Regions from separate parts of the Capra hircus genome. Here region 1 is linked to region 2. Evidence: chromatin contacts called from public Hi-C data. All regions are on one chromosome and are shown on one strand. The core of a region is the stretch at or near the end of the contact, and the rest is flanking DNA. Distances in the headings are between cores, read along the strand shown. Region 1 holds the start of AHNAK (neuroblast differentiation-associated protein AHNAK). Region 2 has its middle 57 kb from the start of ASRGL1.

The links. A called contact is a pair of places that touch in the nucleus more often than the background predicts.
Region 1: a contact with region 2 is called in a Hi-C map of blood, with 2.9 times the contacts expected there. The contact joins the promoter of AHNAK here to the enhancer-like site in region 2. A contact is called at or near these places in 3 of 5 Hi-C or Micro-C datasets (all in blood).

What each region holds. Positions count from the first base shown.
Region 1 is chr29:41,235,248-41,241,684 of ARS1.2, reverse strand. AHNAK (neuroblast differentiation-associated protein AHNAK) reads left to right here and starts at 3,631. Exons shown (of 6, transcript XM_018042689.1): 1 at 3,631-3,824.
Region 2 is chr29:41,133,703-41,140,724 of ARS1.2, reverse strand. No RefSeq gene overlaps it. Among named protein-coding and RNA genes, the nearest start is that of ASRGL1, 57 kb to the right of the region's middle. Within about 2 kb of position 5,139, at least 4 of the 5 cell types and tissues checked have an H3K27ac peak or open chromatin away from gene starts, as enhancers often do.

The DNA.
Region 1 (6,437 bases), core at 2,382-4,881, 100 kb before region 2:
AAGGGGAATCCCCTGGCACAGGGCCTGCCCACAGAACGCCCCTTTGGGGTTGCTATAGAAACAGGCATAATAAGAACAAAACAGAGGCACGTTGCCTGGCAACACAGGAGCCCAGGGTTCATCACACACTTACTACCTACAAATCAGGGAACCCCCGGGGTGGGAGTGGCACTTCTGGCGAAGCTGGGGTATCCCAGTGATGATGAGTCCTAGAGCTGACCTTGCTTTTCCAGTGGGTCTGGAGGACTGTGTGGTATGGGACACTTCTGAAGGGCAGTGGAGCACCAGCGGGAAGGCTGAAGTCCTCTCAGATCCCTGGGTAGTCCTTACTTTGCCGGGGAAATATGAAACAATGTTCAGACGGAGAGAACTCCTTTTAACTAAAAAACAGTGTGTCTTTGTTGGGGGAGTAAGATATGGGTGTAAAAGATCTGGAAGAAAAGATGACATCCAGTTTTTAAGCATGGGACTCAGAGTACAAGGGTTAGGGTTAGGTAGCATCAGAGGCTAGATCTTTCTGGACTGAGCACCTGGAGGCAGGGATTCCGTCTTGTCAAGGACTCTCTTACCTGTACCACCACCACCACCATCACCTACCCCTGGCCCAGGGCTGGACACAGTAAATGTTTGTGCAAAGCTGCATGAGAGAACTACACGTGGGGGCTGAGAGTGAGGGAACCTTGTGGGGTACAGGGTGCTGTTGTATAAAGAACAAGAACTTTAGGGGGGACTTCTCTGGTGGGCCATTGGTTAGACTCCAAGCTTCCAATGCCAGAGGCACAGTGCAGGTTCGATCCCTGGTCAAGGAACTAAGATCCTACATTCATGGCCAAAAAAATTATTTAAAAAAAGAAGAACAAGGGCTTTGGGGCCAGTTATATCTGCAGTTTATTCATTCATTCACTTTTTTAGCAAACTGTTCTGGCGTGATTGCCAGGTGCCAGCTGCTGCTGTAGACACAGAGTACACAGCAGAAAGCAAACAGTGCCTGCCCTCCTGGAGCTTAGATGTGGATGGGAGCTTTGAGTCCAGCTTCTGAAGGTTATGTGATTTTAGGTAAATCACTGCCCCTCTTCCGGACCATTTCCTTCCTGCGTGTGAGGAGTAAATGGGCTGACACACAAGGTGCCTACAGCAGTGTCAGACAAGATCACCATGAAGGTAGCTCTTGGGGAGAAGGGGTGAAAGGTGGGGGCTACAGCAGTAGGCAGAAAGAGAAGGGGTGGCAGAAATCTTTAAAAGTGTTGTGTCTCCATTTGCACCATTGAAGACTGTTGAAAATATTCCCTTTCCCTGCCAGCTTTGGTGCGGCAAGTAGGGTCCTGGCTTTTTAGGCGGCAGAGTCTAGTTTACCCCTTCTGTATCCTCCTAGCCTAGAAGTGGGGGAGGAGCCACTCCGCAGGACCACCTCCCACCAGGTACCCTCACACTCGTGCCCCTGAACCAAGTACCTGGACAGTAATCCCTGCTCTGAAGCTGCTCCCCAGACCGGCCTCTCCTGCCTTCTCTGTTGACCAAGAGGGTGGCCAGAACAAACAATGGAGCTGATAAGTTGGCTCTGAGCCCAGGACACCAGCCTCTGCTCTTTCACGCCTGGGGGGCTGAGGGAGTCCCCGCTGAGTTGAAGGCGCAATATCCACACCCTTCCACACTCTTCCTTTCCTGTTCCAGCCCCTCCCTCCAAATTCCCATGGCCCTTTGTGCAGACCCCCTATCTTTGTGGCGTATGTCATATCATAGTTATCTTTCTGAAAAACCTAGCTGTTGATCAGCTCCCATTTCAACATGCATTGGAAGCCCTCACACTTTCAAGGAACCAAATGATTCATTTCGTAAAGTTAACACTCCTCTGATAAACTGTTAACTGTGGTTGTTTTGGGGGAGAGGGACTAGCTTAGGGGTGGAGGGAATCATCTACTTTTTACTGTTCTGCTTTTCCGTACTGACGTCCTTCACCCTATAGAGGTATTGATTTTATCTCTGAAACAGCAACAAGGATTAATCAGACTTGTAGGGTCACAGGCCACTTTATCTGTATCCTTGGTCTGTATTTTAAAAACTGAATACATGTTATTTAATATGAAATAAAATTAAAAAAACATTGATATCGGAAATAATTAGCTGTTGCTTTTATTTTTTTAAAGCATCCCAAAGTTGATTTTTTTTTTTTTTTCTTTAAATAAGGTAGGTGCTGGCAAAGAGGAGCAGACCACAGTGGAGGTGGAGGTGATTCTAAAAGTCTGGGTTTCTGATTCTCTGCTTGTGATACAGGTGGTGGAACTGCCTCTGCTCTGGGTTTGAGTCACTGTGTGTGTGTGTGTGAATGTGTGTGTGTGTGTGAATGTGTGTGTGTGTGTGTGTGAGAGAGAGAGAGAGAAAATATGAGAGATTGCCAGTGCCCAAGTCTGTGCTTTGACTATGTGTCTCTGCATGTTGGTGCCGGTCTGAATGTCTACACACATGTCTCCACCCTTCTGTGTCCATTATCTGACTGCCTGCCTGTCTGTGGCTCCTTTGGCTGGGTCTTCCCTCCCCCACGCCTGTACCCTATGCCGGTAACTGGACCTGGGACACAGCCCCCAGGGCTGGCAGTGGAGTTGGCTGTTGGGTATTTTTAGCCTGTAAACATGTTTGCCATTTCAGAGGACAGGGCCGCTCGTCTCAGCCCCAGCCCACTCAGGATGGTACAGCGGGCCAGGTCTTCTCAGGTCTCCAGCCTGGGGTCTCACTTCCCCAGCATTCCAGAGGAAAGAAAAACTGGCTCCACGTGGGCAGTGGGTGGCCATCCAGAAGGGAGGATAAGAGGATTCATGGGGGAGAAGAGAATGAGGGTGAAGCCAGAAGGCCCCCCCGCACCCCGTCATTAAATGTTTAATAAAATCTCCGTGTAGTTAGAAGTGGCTGTGGGAAATGGCTGTAAAATTGGAAACTCAGCGTCCAGGGGAGTGGGGCGGTGGAGGAGGGGGTCCGAGCAGAAATAGAGAGTGGGGGACAGGGAGGTAGGCAGCAAGGACTCTGCTCCTCCAAGGGGTGCAGGCCTGACTCCCGTGTCGCTGCAGCGGCCAGAGCGGCACGGTGGCGCGGGGCGCTGGTGACCCTGGCTCCAGCAGGTGGGGCCAGCGTCTCCAGGCCGGTTCTGGGGGCGGGGAGGGGCTGAGGGGCGCCCAGAAAGAGGGAGGGCGAGAAGTGGGCGCGGCTGCGTGAAGAACCAAGTGAAGAACCTGGGGCCTAGGATTAGAAGGGTAGTGGGCAGCGTTGAGAGAAAACTCAAAGGTCCGCGTCAGGCTGGAGGCCGCGGCTGAATCACTCAAGCCCCTCCAGCCGCCGGACCCCATGGGTCCTTCTTGCAAAATGGGCTGATTCGCAGGTCCAGCTTCCAAGAGTTTCTTGCAGAAGAAGCCACCCGCCTAAGTCGGGGCAAATCCAGGCACGGCGGGGCCGGGGTGGGCAGTGGATGGGGCCAGGGGAAGGCAGCACCTCGGATGTGCCGCGCCCCCGGGTCCCCGCGCCCCCGGTGCCCTCCCAGCAGCCCGCTTTCGGGTCCCAGCAGGGTCGGCCCGGCTCGCCCGTCCCAGCCCAGCTCCGGCCCCGCCCGGCCCCGCCCTCTCCCCACAGCTCGGGGCAGACCCGCCCGCTGGAGCCGGAGTTACAAGAGCCGCCTCCGCGCGCAGGGGCCCGGCCACTCGGAGCAGCTCCGCCGCGGGGACTGCACCGCCCGCCCTGCCGGACCCGCCCCGACCGGGGCTCGCCGCCTGCAGCAGCCTCAGCACCGCGACCTCGGGCCCCGCGTCGGCTATGGCTGTGCCCTGGGGCTGAGCGCGCAGGTAGGGGCCTCCTGCGCACCTTGGCGCGATCAGGGAACGCGACGCCGGGAACGCGGGAGGGGAGGTGGGTGGCAGGACTTGGGCGAGGCGCTTTGGGTGGGTGTCACTGTGAAGGCTCAACTTGGAGCAAGGTGGGCAGCCCCGGGCCGCCACCGGGAGGCCAAGCGTAGCGCCCTGGGAAAGGAGCTCCGCCTCTGGAGTTGGGGCGTTGGAAGGGGCGCAAGTTGGGCAAAGTCGGAAAATCGCTCCGAGGCGCGGTTTGCTCCAGTCCGTCTGTCTCTCGAGGGCTGATCGTTGTCCCTGCTGCACGGCCGGACTCCGGTTTTTTGCCCGGTAACCCTGTCCCACCCCCTCCTTCTCCATGGGGCGGTGGCTCGGCGAGCTGTTCTGTGCCTATTCCGTGTTTACTCGAGAAGTTTCCGAGATCGAGGCGCGGCCTCTCGGCCCCTCCCGGCGCCCCTGCGCCCCCGCGCCGCGCACCCCGTCCGCCGTCCCTCCCTGCGCCCCACACCTCCGCCCCTGACTTCGCGTCCCGAGTCCTCGGGGCCCCACCCAGTTCTGCACCACCAGCCTCTCCCTTTCTGGCTCCCGGCGGCCCCTCAGCCACCCTTCGGCTGCCCCGCCCTAGTCTTGCCCCTCGGTGTTCCCAGCTCCAGAAAAAATCCCTTCTTCCTCTAGGGCGGCGGAGCCGGGAAGTTTGCAGCGCGCCCCGCGGCGGGACTGGTGGGAGTGGGGGTGGGGGACATAGCTGGGGAGATTCTTGCACTGGGGGTGGGCGGGGAGTGGGGCTGTGCAGCGGCGCGGCCCTCGGGACCGCCCCTTCCCCTTCAGAGGCGGCGCTCTCTCCCCAACCCCACTCCCAAACCCGTCCGGGCGGGATGGCCCCCGCCCCAGCGCCTGGCTCGGCGCCAGCAGCCTGAGGAATGTGGTGGTTGGAGCCGGTGACTAATTCAAACCAGAACTCGGGGAGGAGTGGCGAGGGGTAAAGGGGAGGGGGGCGACGGGGCTTGTGTGGGAGGCGGGGGCCGGAGTCCGGCGGGCGTAGGAGGAGGAGGGCTCAACTCCCCTCCTCGGACCCCTCCGCTCCCGCGGCGCGCTCTTGGGGCGACGGTGGAGGGGCGAGGTCCTGCTGGGGAGTTGGAAGGTCTCCGGGCTTAGGGTGTGTTCGGAGAACTGTGTTATATAAGGCTTTCCCATGCCGGGAGAGGGTGTGCAGTGCGCGAGGGCTGGCCCTCCGCTGGCGGGCTCGGTGCCCCCTGCAGTGCCAGGGCCCCGGGATGCGGGGGCGCAGGCCTTTGGCGTCGCTAGCCACGAGGGACACGTGGGTCTGAGCAAGGCTGACTCTGCTCCGTGGGTGGGAGGGGAGCCGAATGGGCAGACGGGGCATCTAACTGGACCCCTGCACTACGTGGGCAGGGCACTGGCGCCTCTGCACTTTGTGGCCCCAGAGAATTGTGAGCCTCGTGTGTGCCTTTTGCAGGGCGTGGCTGCCACCCAGGAGGTGGTGAGGTGCCCCCAGGGAGCCTGCTGCTGGGTGCCCTGTCCTGCGGAGTGGATCTCTGAAAAGGCACCGTGGGATCCTCCCATGCCAGCGAGGTCCTTAGAGCAGGTCCTGGACCTTTGGAGGAAAAGGGACCCAGATAGTTACCTCCGGGTTCTGAAACAGTTTCCTCGACTAGGATCCAGCCTCTGACTGCAGGGATCGTGTGCCCTGTCTTGCACAGCCTAGAACATGAGAGAGACTGGGTTGATTTTGGGCGACACCGTGATGCTTTGGAGGGCTGGGGTGATAGAAGAAGGCAAAGGAGTCAGGGGAAAGGAGAGGGGTTGAAGGTGCATTGGAAGGCATTTTAGGGCCCCCTCATCAGGGCTGGGGCTTAATTCGGGGAGTAGCTTCTCCTTTGGTGCTCCCTCTCTTCTGCCCCCAGGAGGGAAATCCCTGGGGCAGGGTGTGGCACTCACTTCCTTTCTGAAGCTCAGTGGGGAAGCTTCCTTCTAGTTGGCCCCAAAGGATGGTGGGTTGGGCTAGCCCTCGATTGGGGTGTGTATGCCGAGTGGGGAGAGAAGGGAGCCCTCGGCTGAGGGGTGAGGTCCGGGCATTGGGGTGGGGGGGAGAGGACGGGGAGGGGGGTGGGGGCATGAGAGGTGGGCTAGCAGAGGACAAAGGGTCTGGGGTATTAGCCACGGGGATCGGAGGGTGTCTGTGGCCCTCCCCAGAGCCTTGTCCTTAAAGGTTATACGCAGGGACATTGTTCAGGGAACCAAGACACATAAGAAGCCACATAGGTAGGGCTTACTGCAGATGCTGGGGGGGCCCCAGCAGTGATTCGGGGGTCTTTGTCAGGGCAACTTTGTGAAGAGCTGAGGACTTGAACCAGCCAGACTCTGGTTGGCTCCTCTCCCACCCATGGAGCAGAGTCAGCCAGTTGAGGGGGATGTAACTGCAGGTCCAGGGCTCAAAGTGGGACCCAAAGAAGTGACTCCTGGGAGACCTGTGAAGGGAGATGGCCATCATTGGGTCAAGGGCAGGGAATGGGTTGGGGGGGTCCTGGGGTCACCTTTGTCCCAGGAAGGCCTTGGCTGGGAGTTCCCCGGGCACCACCGACCTGGATT
Region 2 (7,022 bases), core at 3,890-6,389:
CTGCTGTACCCCTGGTGTAGGTGGGGGAAGCAGCAGGATTTGAGTCCAGAGCTTGGGCAGGGCCAGGCTCCCAGGAGGGCCTCCTAGGCTATTGAGGAGTCTGGACTTTGTCCCGTAGGGGATTGTTAGCAGAGAAGGATTTTCATCAAAAGCATTGAAGATGACTCTTTGATTTTTGGCAACCGTGGGAAGTATATTGTGGAAAGGGATGAGACTGAAATCTTAGAGGCCACTTAGGATGTAGGATAATGGTCTCCCCAAATGGCCATGATCTCATCTCCAGAAGCTGTGAATACGTTAGGTTACATGATAAAAGGAAAGGAGGGTGGCAAATGGAATTAAGGTTGCTAATCAGCTGACGCTGAGATGAAGTGATCACACTGGATTACCTGGCTGGGCCCAGAGCAGTCACAAGGGTCCATCCACATGGGAGAGGGAGGCAGAGGAGGAGGCCAGAGGGAGCGTGGAGCCTGCACCACTGATCTGAAGGTGGGAGCAGGGGCCGGAAGCCGAGGAATGAAGGTGGCCTCTAGAAACTGAAAAAGGAAGGAAACACACTCTCCCCTGGGAGTCTCCGGAAGGAGCACAGCCTGCCAACACTTTGGGTTTTAGTCCAGTGAAATAATTTTGAATTTCTGACCTCCAGATCTGTAAGATAATACATTTGAGGATTAAAAACAAAACAAAACAAAACATTAAGGTTGTGGTAGTCATAGGAAACTAGTTCAGAGGTTATTTGTAATATCCCAGGCCACAGACAGCAAAGGCATGGCACTGGGATGGGAGTAGAGAAGGGGGCACATTCAAGGTAAACTGAGAAAGCGGTGGACTCAGAGACCTATGGATGCATATGGTCAGATTCTTCTTCTGGCCCCAGTGCCCTGAGGTCAGTCCTCATCTCCTCACTACCCATGAGACAAGAAGAGGGCCCGGGCTCTCTCCCTGGGAGCTGCTGACTGAGAGCATCTCCAACCTGTCCTAGGGCTGAAGGAGTATCCACATGAGTCCTCAGCGTCGTAAGAGGGAATTCTAAAGGACACTTTGAGCTGAATCCCTCGCAGACACTCAGGATGCTTGGGTGCTGCAGACACAGCTTCAGCTATTTTAGGCGTTAACTAGATTCTTCTCATGGGCTTGGAATCCATTCATTTGATGGGGGATAAGTCTGAGTTTCAAGGCCCTGGCTGACCCATTCTGATGCTAGCAACTGTGCATGCTTAGCTGAATCTATCTTCAGATTTATTTCTGCATATACTAAAGGCTCATAATTTGGGTTTGCTCATGGAAATATGTTGGGTGGCTAACTCTTAATGATTCATTCTCACATTGTGCCCATGTGCCCGCTGGTGTGTTCCGTAAGTGCCTGGGGAGGAACGCTCCCTAATTACACGCTGCAGAAGGCATTGTTTGTGTGGCCCTTTCATCACCAATTGATGTTTTCTTTATCATTTATCTGAAGCCACTCTGAACAACAACCACCCTATGGTGAATGACTACCCACAAAACCCCTGGCATGTGCAAACAGCTTGCTTGCATTAGCTATAAACTAGACATTATTTTATCCATATCATCTTGATAAAGTTGATGAGGGTTGGTTTTGGTTCCTCTTCCTGCTTCATGAATCATTTATAGATTTTCCTGCCAGGCTAACTTCAATCCACTCACGTGTTGAGGGTGTAAAACTGCAGCTTTCCTACAGATCCATCAGTTTAGGTTATATATTGACATAGCAAGGGCAAGTCCTTGGATTTTGCAGTGTTGCAATGATTCTGCAATGTTGATTCTGCAATGATGGCCAGGTTTAGTAATGACGACTCCTCTTCAGCTTCCTTTAAGAATAAATCTAACTGGGATTTATCTGGTGGTGCAGTAATTAAGATTCCACACTCCCAATGCTGGGGCAGGGGTTCGATACCTGGTCCAGAAACTAAGATCTTGCAAGTCACATGGGGTGGCCAAAAATTAAATAAATAGTCACTGTTCTTTTGGTTGCAGGTTGTGGGAGTAATATATTAAAAAAAAAAATTCTCCCAGATTCACAGTTTAGTTTATAACATGATCAAGAAATGGGGTCTTTCCTCTGAGCTCTTCAAAAGTATGAATGCTAAAAGTAATACAGTGCTAACAATACATTTCTTGCTTTTAACTTTTTTGGCTTTATTGAGATACATTTTACATTTCTTGTTAAAAAAATTTTTTTTTTACTGTTTTTAATTTAAAAAACCTATTTATTTATTTGGCCGCGAGAGATCTTAGCTGTAGTATGCACAATCTTTAGCTGTGGCATGTGGGATCTAGTTTCCTGACCAGGGATTGAACCTGGGTCCCCTGCGTTTGGAGGGTGGAGTGTTAGCCACTGTGATCACCAGAAAAGTCCCACATGTATTACATTGTCACTTTACATAGTTTGTGCATAATGCTTCTCAAACCCCGGAAGCTTCTATTCGTTACATTGGCCTCCTTGCGTTTTAGAGTTTAGTATTTTCACAGTGAAAAAGGCTGATCATATAATTATATATTTATATAACTAGGGCTGGACGCACTTCTCCTCATCCTCCTTCTTCAAACATAAAAATCCTTCTTAGCTTGAGGTCTGTTCAAAGATAAGCAATGGCCCCAGTGTGGTCAGGCAGAAAAGGAAAAAAAGACAAAAAAGAATCCCATGACATTCTTTCATTTCTCTAATTTTTTTCTGCTTTCCCCAAACATGAGTCACACAGATATGTGCTTTTTCTGTGGCTGTGATCAGTTCATCTTGCATTCTGCTCTTTTAAAACTGAATGTACTCTGTGTGCTGACAGCTCGCATTCTTGGGATCGCCTACATTTGCAGCTCCTCTGAGGTGGAGACTCTCCCTGCCATGTAATTGGACTTCCTTTTGTCCCTAGATACCTGCTGTATTTGCCCTAGGTAAATATTTCCCTAGTTCTGAATAGGTAATTAAAATTCTGAACCTTTTATGGCCCTGGATCCTTATCTGTTTGAACAACACTCACCTAGGTGGATGGCCAAGGTATGTGAGTTAAAGATGACCTGGATGCAAAGGAACCCGGGGGACTCAGCAGTGGGGGAGAGGGGAGGCAAGAGGCTCGCCACCCCCAAGGAGGCCCCACCCTCTACCAAGAATCTCTGCTGGAATTGTCAGTTCCCCTGACTGGCTCTGGAATTTTTACAATCACAGGCCCTCCTTTGTGGCAGATAGGGAGGGGTGAGATGGCTATAGTCCGGGGGTGTGTGTGTGTGTCTGCATAAGCCGGCACGTAGGTGCATATTTTGGGGGGGTAGGTGGACATTTTTCATCAGTGTCATTTCAGTTAATAGCTCAGGAAATTCCTGCCTTTGGGATCCTACTCTCTACTGTAGGGCAGGGGTTGGGGGTCTGGCTTTGAATCTGGATTGTGTGAGGAAGAAATAAGAAATTGCAGAAATGCTTGCCAGGGAGTAAGCAATCAATAAAATTAATTATTAGGTTACTTGAGATGTTAAAAAAGGTGGACGGAGGTCAGAGGACCCGCTCCGCTAGCGCCCGAGGCTCCTCTGTACCTTCCGGACCATCTCACGTTCTAGATTCTGCTGGACTGGCCCTCGCAATTGTTCGGGAAGGGAATTATTACTAATTCCAAAAGAGCTGACACATGCCTGGCAGGGTTCAGCGGGCAGCAGTTTTGTAAGACTGCCCCTGTTTTTCCTCAGAATTCTTATTAAGAAAAAAAAAAAAAAACCAACCCTGAAAAATCAAGTTAAAGCAATCACAGATGATACCAAAAAAAAAAAAAAAAAACAACAACCCAAACACCAAACCTAGAAAGGAACTGCACTTCATCATGCGTCCCGCGGATTGAGCCAGGCTGCGTGGAGCTGCAAGGCTCAGAAGCCCCGACCTGGACACCTTGGTCGACACTGCCCCCTAGTGGCCATGGTGGCGCCTGCTGCTGAAGGCGCGGAAGGCGCGTCCCCGAGGGACCACGTAGCTTCTTGGAAAAATCTGAACCGAAGAGGTTTCTCTCTGCAACCCTCTCGTTCTGTGACCTCTGCGGATGCCCTCTCCATTCCCGCTTTCCCTGTGCGCGTCCTCCCCTTTCATTCAGTATCTGGGGATGGTGTGGCCGGGTCAGGGACTGATTGCCCTGGGACAAGGGGTGTTTGGAGGGTGTTTATATCCACATGGGACCCACGTTTCGGATGAGTTCTAGTCTTTGCCTATTTTGCTCTAGGGCGATTTTTTTTTTCTTTTGGGGGGGCGCACCAGAGGGCATGTGGGATCTTAGTTTCCCGACCAGGAATGGAACCGGCGTCCCCCGCATTGGAGGCATCAAGTCTTTTTTTTTTAAATAAATAAATATTTATTTATTTTAATAAATATATTTATTTGGCTGTGCAGGTCTTAGTGGTGGCACGTGGGATCTTTGGTCCTTGCTATGGCGTGTGGAATCTTTTATCTGTGGCATGCAAACTTTTAGATGTGGCATGTGGGGGTCTAGACAGTTCCCTAACCAAGGATGGAACCCAGGCCACCTGCATTGGGAACTCAGAGTTTTAGCCATTGAACCACCAGGGAAGTCCTTAGGGTGAATTTTTACAGCAATTGTCAACAGTTTCCAGCAGTTAATGCTGTGTGGCCTGTGCAAAGGCCCTGAGGTAGGAACAGGCTTGGTGGCTTGTTCTTAAAAAAACAAAAAGAACTGCAGGCCAGCAGGGTGGACTGCAGAGAGGGAGTGAGCAGTGGGAAGGATGGGAGATGAGAACCCGTGATGGGTGCATTCTGGATTTGCAGTTGATGAGAAGAGTGTGGGGAAGCTTCCAAGAGCTGGACTTGATTGGAGTGGGGGAGAGGCTGTGAAAGGGGGTTTTCATTTGATAACTGGGTCTGTCCTTACTGTAGAGAGCAGACTGCAGGGCACTTGAGTGTGAGCTGGGAGGCAGTTAGGAGCCCTCCTCCCCCAGGTTGTGCAGGTGAGGGGGTGGGTGGGGCCCAGGGTGGCTCTGTAGGCAGGCAGGCGGTTCTCAGAGGTGTTTGCGGGTGACTTGCTTGGCTGGGCATGACAGTGCTGGAGAGGGACGGGTCGAGACTGCCCCTTGGCTTCAGGCCAGAGCAGCTGGGAGGCTAAAGATGGAATTTACAGAGGCTGGAAAGAGAGAGGAGGGAGGGGGGAATCAGATTTCTCTTGGACAAGAGGAGACTGAGATATTGGGTGGATGGTAGGACATAAGGGGAGGAGGTCTGGCCTGTTTGCTGGCAGGTGAGAGATACCTAGAGCTAAGGTTCTTCAGAAGGTTCTGCATTTTCTCCTGGGGCCCAAGGGCAGGGCTCCAGGGTGCCACAGGGAGGGCAAGGGTGCGGGAAGGAGCCTGGGCAGCCTTCCCATGGTCCCCTCCGTGCCCCTGCCTGATCGTCCTCCTGTTTCCCCTCTGCCTCTGGCTGCCTCCCCCATCTCCTCCAGTCCCTCCTGTCTCTGCTCAGACCTTGAGCCAGGGGTTCCTGGGCTGGCCTGTCCACGCTACTCTTTTTTTTTTTTTAATATTTATTTGGCTGCCTCAGATCTTAGTTGCTCTGCAGCCTTTGAGATCTTGGTTCCCTGACCAGGGATGGACCCTGCATCCCCTGCTTTGCGAGGCAGATTCTTAACCACTGGACCACCAGGAAATCCCATGTCCATGCCCCTCTTGCTTACGTCACTCCCTTTTTTTCTTTTTTCCAAACGAATTTTACCTGTGTATTTATTTTTGTCTGCGCTAGATCTTCTTTGCTGCGAGGGTTTGCCTCTAGCCGTGGAGCTTGGAATTCTCGTTGCAGTGGCTCCTCTTGTTACAGAGTGCAGGCTCTAGGGCACGTGGGCTTGGTAGTTGTGGCTCCTGGGCTCTAGAGCGCGCGTTCAACATTTGGGGTGCATGGGCTTAGTTACCTTGCAGCATGTGGGATCTTTCGGGATCAGGGGTTGAACCCGTGTCTCCTGCATTGACAGGCAGATTCTTTACCACTGAGCCACCAGGGGAGCCTCCTCCCTTCATTTCTTTCATGCTTTTAGCACGGGTTTACCTATCTGTCTGTCTGCTTCTTAACTGTTGATTTTTGGGGGGCTGGCGATCTTCCCCATCAGGTCACTAGCTCCCTGTGACCAGAGGCCGCCGTCGTCTTCACTCTGCTCTACTTGGGCCTCAGTGCGCTTGTGCACTGAGAAATCGCTTCATGCATATTTGCTGGGTTGTGAAATCTGCTCCTGGCTTCCTCAGAGCCCCGAGCGCCACCATGAACACGTGGCAAGTGCCAGTAAATACCTGGGGATTGATTTCATGCAAGAAGGAAGGGGGTGGCCGATTCACTTTTTGAGTGAAAGTTGGCTGGGTGTGACTTAAGGGATGGCGGGGAGGGGGGGCAGGGGCAAGTCAGAGAAGGGCTTTGGGGTTAAATAAGAGCACCATTGCCCGTGGGCGGCAGTCACCAGGTACTGACCAGCCTGACCCCCTCCCACCCACTCTCCACTAGCCTCTTGGGGACAGAGAGTGACGTGAATGGACGGCTTGACCCATAACCCCCTGCACCTTCAGCCTGGAAATAGGATGTCCTCATCAGGATGGCTGGTAAAGGATGTAGCAAATGCACAAGAGGAGGGGTTTTGCTTGAAAAAATAGTTTGAGAATAATTCCATGCGGCGAATGTGAAGTAAGCGAAACACTTAACCGACCCTCTCTGGGGACGCCCCCTAGACCCTGTCTGTCCTCAGAGTCCCCCTCAAGGACCCTGCATCCCTAATCAAGGGATTGAACCTGCTCCTCCCTCCAGCCTTTGTTTTCTAAGTTTCTTATAGGAATCGGATCCTTCCATAGGTGGGAAGAGACCATCTGCGCTGGAAGTGATTGCAGACTGTCACAGGGCCAGTCAGCCCCTCAGAGCACCGCACTGCTCTGTCAAAATGCTTCAGAGATCCCCCATTTATCTTTGGGAGATGGAACTCTCTGGAAAACTCCATCTTTGTTTGCAGTTATGTCTGGGTAGCATAATCACCTTAAATATTTCTTTTTCA